2 separate regions of the Mus musculus genome follow, and region 2 is linked to region 1. A link is a contact called in public HiChIP or PLAC-seq data. All regions are on one chromosome and are shown on one strand. Each heading gives the region's core, a stretch centred on a gene start, on an enhancer-like site or on the middle of the called end of the contact. The rest is flanking DNA. Distances are from core to core; before and after follow the strand shown. Region 1 holds the start of Rbpms (RNA binding protein gene with multiple splicing). Region 2 has its middle 5.5 kb from the start of Gm39157.

The links. HiChIP or PLAC-seq counts read pairs in DNA pulled down with a chosen protein or histone mark.
Region 2: an H3K27ac HiChIP or PLAC-seq map of heart atrium shows a contact between it and region 1, with 26 read pairs. The contact joins the enhancer-like site here to the promoter of Rbpms in region 1. A contact is called at or near these places in 1 of 39 promoter capture datasets (liver), 7 of 484 Hi-C or Micro-C datasets (the AML12 cell line, the HL-1 cell line, embryonic stem cells and 2 more) and 4 of 115 datasets of contacts at active chromatin or transcription factors (extraembryonic endoderm stem cells, heart atrium, pancreatic cancer cells and 1 more).

The regions. Positions count from the first base shown.
Region 1 is chr8:33,928,446-33,931,228 of GRCm38.p6, reverse strand. It overlaps Rbpms (RNA binding protein gene with multiple splicing), which reads left to right and starts at 1,366. Exons shown (of 8, transcript NM_001042674.2): 1 at 1,366-1,753. The coding sequence starts at 1,688.
Region 2 is chr8:33,991,694-33,994,393 of GRCm38.p6, reverse strand. No RefSeq gene overlaps it. Among named protein-coding and RNA genes, the nearest start is that of Gm39157, 5.5 kb to the right of the region's middle. Within about 2 kb of position 1,268, at least 98 of the 459 cell types and tissues checked have an H3K27ac peak or open chromatin away from gene starts, as enhancers often do. A contact at or near this core is called in the AML12 cell line, embryonic stem cells, extraembryonic endoderm stem cells and 4 more, where this site is marked.

The DNA.
Region 1 (2,783 bases), core at 117-2,616:
AGTAGGGAGAAAGAGATAAACAGTTAAACCAAGCCATAAATGAGAAATCGTGATTGGTGCGGCATGCCAGACGAACTTCCTCAGAGAGACAGGCACCATCCGCTGAATCGTGGGTTTTAAATGTCTGTCCAAACTAGTCAAAAGTCTAGGAGCTTACAGGATCTATTGTTGGAAAAGTTCTCTAGGACCAGGAAAATGGAAACTTCCTTAATAATAATGCTAGCTTCCGCCTATTGTAAACCACAATTGTGCAAGTATGGGTGTTAGGAACCTGAGGCTCGCCCCACCTATAATCTCTAAAACCCTGGGATATATATATATATTCATACATACATACATATATGCACACACACATATAATGATTGTAATATATATGTGTGTGTGTATATATATAATCAGTGAAATGGGAGAATATGTATGTGTGTGTATATATGTATGAAATATTTATTCATTTTATAGATGAGGAAGTGGAAGCTATGCGGTCATCCGGTGTTGGGTAATTGCTTTGATTCTCTAGAGATAAATGTCTTGACCTTTGAGGGGCAGTGAGGGATATTTAGTCAACAAGTACATATGGAGGGCCTACTACGCTCCGGGACTACGCTCCAGGTAGCCTACTTAAGTTATGGCAGAGATAAACAGGACGTAGTCCTGTATTCCAGGAAGGGGCTCCCCGTAGAGTGATGTAAACAGACCCGATTCCAGAACAGTCTGGTGCCGGCTGTGCGAGTCTGAACAGGGGCGGCCGGAAGCCTAGAGAGCGATAGCGGCCGAAGTGGGGGGGGCGGGGGGAGGCTGGGAGGTTTCGCTGTACTCGGGCACCCGCAATGGGGTGGCAAGCGGTGTCCTGCAAAAGCGGGGCTCGGTGGTGGGCTGTCCCGCGTGCCCGTCACCTTTCTGCCCGGGAAGAACCGAGTCTCGGCGGGTATTGCCACGGAGGGTGGGTTTGGGTGCACACCCGTCGTGAAAAGCAAGCAAACAAAAGTAGCGCGCTCCAGTCCATGTGCCCCCCACCCCTACCCCGAAAGGCTTGTCCTCGGCTCTGAGCCCCCTCTCCAAGCCCACCGCCGCTGGCCCGCCCAGACGCCTAGGTCCACGGGGTTGGAGAAAGAAGGGGCGGCCCGACCTTCCGCCCGCGGTCCCCGCGGCCTCGTGACCCCGGTGCCGACCCCCCCTCCCCCAAGCCCAACCCAGCCCAGCCCAGCCCAGCCCTGGGTTCGACCGCTCCGCCCCGCGCCCCTCCTCTCGCGGGGGGCTTCGCTGTCCCGATCCGCGTCTCTCTGGGCTGCGTCCGGCCGCGCACGTCCAGGGAGGGCGGAGGGAGGAGAGGAGGGAGGGGAGGAGAGGAGGGAGGGGAGGAGAGGAGGGAGGGGAGGAGGGAGGAAGGCGAGAGAAAGCGCGCTGCGTGCGGCCCCGCTGCCCAGAGCCTGCCAGCAGCGCGTCCTCGGCGGCTCCGGTCCCAACCGCGCCCGCCGCCTCGCCTCCTCGGTCTCGGCCGCGTCCCGACTCCGGGGCTCGCCCGGCCTCTCGGAGGTCCCCGCCCGCCGGTCCGTCTCGGCTCTCCGCTGCGCCGCCCGGCTCCAGCCCCGCAGCCCGCCCCGGGGGAAGGTAGCAGCGGGCGAGCGCGCCCTCGCCCTCGCCTCCAACCCCGCGCCCCAGTCCCGCGCGGCGACGAAGGACCGGGAAGATGAACGGCGGCGGCAAAGCCGAGAAGGAGAACACCCCGAGCGAGGCCAACCTTCAGGAGGAGGAGGTACTGAGGGGGACTGGCTGGGGGGCGCGGGGCGCACGGGCCGGGGCTGGGGGGAGTAGCACGGGACGCGGGCGTCCGGAGGGCGCGGGACTGGGTCCACGCGCGTCCGCCTGCCTCTGGTTATTGCATAAGTTTTGAGGACTTTCCCGAGACTTTTGTAAGTAGAATGCTCAGCTTTGTCTACTCGGGATGTTGAAAGCGGAATCGAGAGCTGACTCCCGGGTGACCTCAGATGATTGGGACCAGGGAGGGTCAGGACTTGGGTTCTTGCGTCTTGCAGCTGGAAATTGGAGGGAGGGAGGTATGGCGAAGGGAGAAACTCTGGGAAAGTTCTCAGTAAAAGATACTTCCGACCCCAGCTCCCCTCCCTCTCTTACTCCCTCCCTCCCTTTCGGTGTTAAAAGTTCTGGGTGAAATATCTTCTTAGCTGAGACATTTTGGATTAATAGATAACTCATAGGACGCATTCTTCTCCGATGAGTCGGAGACCCCCGCCGAACCTGGGAGAGGTCGAATGTGGGGGTGGGGGCGTAGAGTAACAAGGGCTAAAAGCTTTGGGTTCCCCAAAGCAAAGGTGCGTGGAGGGTGTTTTTAAAGGGGGGAAAATCACAACTTTATGTGGCACACTCGGAATTTACAAACAATTTGCGGCTGTGGTGCGTTTCTTACTGAAAACGCCGGTGGTGGACGGGGGTGTACTTGGGGCTCGTGAATTTTGTCAGTTTTGTGATATCCTGTTTCGCCTTCACTCCTGCAAATGTGTTATCTGGAATACAAGAAATTATATTTACCATTTTAAAGGTCTCCCAGAATTGAGTGTGCAGTAGCAGAAACTGCCCATCCCACTATAACGTAAAAAAGTGTTCTTACAGGTAATTTACATCCTAATAAAGGGGACGTACACAACCCGAACTGACTCTAAAGCAGTTAGTATGGTGAGAGTATTGGGACGCTTGTGCAAACTTAAACACAGAGAGTGAAACCAAACATTAAAGAAGAGTATCCATCTACCCAACTCAGACCTGCGTGA
Region 2 (2,700 bases), core at 19-2,518, 63 kb before region 1:
CCCGTGGCTGTCAGCTAACGGAAGGAGATTGATGGTTTCAGTAAAAAAATCTTCAAGCAGGTGTCAGTCTGCCACGGAAGGAGAAGAAACTCATGGGCGTTAAGTGGGAAGACCTGCAGAACTGGGTATTGATGGTGGGTCTCACCCACAAAAGCTGGAGTCTTTCAGAGGTTGTGGCCAGTACCTTAAGCCCATCAGTGGGCAAAGGGAACATGGTTGGGTTAATCTGGTGCCAGAAGCCTGTGTTCTTTTCAGCATTTCTTACCAGAAATTCAAACAAGTGAGCTAGGATACCACACCTACTGCCCTGGAAAGCACTTTACTTACCAACCTTGAAGAGTTCAGTTAAAGCGGAATCTTTTTAAATCCTGACCGAGACTTGATGGTCCAATAAAAGGTGACAATCAAATGTAAATTAAACAAACAAATGTGGAAAAAACCAAAACCTACCTGCCATTGGAAATAAGAAAAGTCAAAAACTAGTAAACTGGCTGTGGTGACTCCCACCTTTAATTCCAGTGCCCCGGAGGCAGAGACAGGTGGATCTCTGTGAGTTTCAGATTACATAATGAAGCTCCAAACCAGCGGGCTACCTAGTTCGACCTGTCTCAAAAATATTAAATAAATAACCTTAATTTTTGTCATTTTCATTTTTGGGTTAAGAGGAGCTGAAGCACAAGAGCTTGTCTCCAGAGCTGGGGCAGCTGCGTTTCCCAGGGAGCTGACAGCAAAGTGTCTGTCCCAGTGTGAAGGGAGGGATCAACATGACCTGGAATGTTCTCTAAGGAACCAGGCGTGGTGGCTTAAACCTTTAATCCCACTATTCGAGAGGCAAGAGGGTCTCTGTGAGTTCGAGGACAGACTGGTCTACAGAGTGAGTTTCAGGACAGTCAGGGCTACATAGTGAGACCTTGTCTCAAAAAACAAAACAAAACAAAAACAAGAACAAAAAGCAAAAACAGACAAAACAACCCTTTAAATTGGTGGTACAAGACTCACTAGCACAAGGATCCGAACAAAGGCTCCATCCAAGTACTATAAAAGTGGGGAGGGGCGTCCTCTGTGCTTTAGTTTCACTGACATTAGGAGTGAAATCACAGACTTCCGCTGAATGGTGCCTGGCCTTTCTGCTTCCACTTATCTGCAAGCTGGAATGTGCTCTGGGCCATCAGCCGTCACCCACGCCCAACACCTCCCTCCGCACTCTCCCCAGGCTGGCCTTAGATAACAATCCTTTCCACTCTGGCTTCGGTCCTGCCATGTTTGGCCTGCTTCAGAGTAAACACTGGAGTCCCTTCATTACATTCCGTTCACCTTAACACATTCCACACCTTGCCCTTGGCTGTTTGTGCTCGCGACTCCATCCCTTGTGCCAGCTCTGTCCCGGGCTTGCTGTTGCCCTTGCTTGCGGCTATCCTGGTGGCTCTGGGTGTCCTTTCTTGCTATCTGTCCCAAGTCTACAACAGTCCCTTCCTTGTCTGTGAAAAGCCTGAACCTTATCCAAATGCAGTGGCTCTGGGCTTCCCTCTCATCTTGGAGTGAGGCCCTAGGAGGTAGACACAGCCCTGATAGACTGGCAGATAGGGAGATCCGCCAGAAATAGATAAGGAAGATGAGATGGCAAACTTCCGGCTTCCTCTGACCTAAGATGGAGACCTAAAGGACTGACTGATTTCCCCACCCCCACCCCACCCCACCTCCACCCTGGGGTAGTGGACCCTGACAGTTGGCGGGTCTGAGAAATTCAAGACCAGACTGGGGACATGTTTGCCCCTCCCACCCCAAACCGTGGGCCTGTCAGCCTCCCTGTCTTTGTTCAAACTAAGCAGCCCTAATTTAGAGGATGAAGACCCCCTCAAAGACCAGCCCTCAGCCCTCAAGAAAAGAAGTCATTTTAGGTTTCTGAGTGTCCCATCCCTGTCTGCCAAGGGTCTTGCTCTGTGTGTGTGTGTGTGTGTGTGTGTGTGTGTGTGTGCTCACTTCTAACAAAAGCTGGTTGTCACCCTTTGATAACTTATCTCTGCCCATGAAATGAGCCAATTCAAGCCTAATTAAACTTTAAAGGCGGGTTTATGAAGAGGGGAGCTGGGGGTGGGGGGTCAGGAACCTCACAGGAGGGGGTCAGTGAAGTCGCCTTGCAGACTGGGAGAAAGAAAAACAGGAGGCAGAGGAGAGGGAGAGAGAAGAAAGAGGTGGGGGACCAAAATGTCTGGACTATATAGTGTTGAGCTGGTGGGTGAGAGGAAGCCCACCCCTGGATTGGAAAATTCAGGGTAGAGGGCGGGGTATGGCCAGCCACGCCCTGTACCAGGTAGGGACTGAAGGATGCTAGGAGAACCTGGAGCCCAGCTCGCCTGCTGATTTTGTGTGCTCAGAGAGGTTCCCTGCGCCACCCGTAGCTGGAGACTGTACCTGCCCATTTAATTCTTTAAGTGGAAGAGGAAATAAACCTGACCAAGACGACCCTAAATTGTAAGAATTGCAGACGCGCAAAAACAGGCTCAAGTCTTGGCTGGGAGAGAACACAACAAACAGCAGGCCTTGCACTTCCTGAGGAGAGGGGCAGGCGGAGGCTTCCTCTACGGACTCCAAAATGGAGGTGCTCGGGGGTAGGGTAGGAGGTGGGCTGCCCTGGGCCTGGATGCTTCTCTTCACGGATTGAGAAAGGGGAAAGGCGGAATCCAGAAAAGCATATGGAGC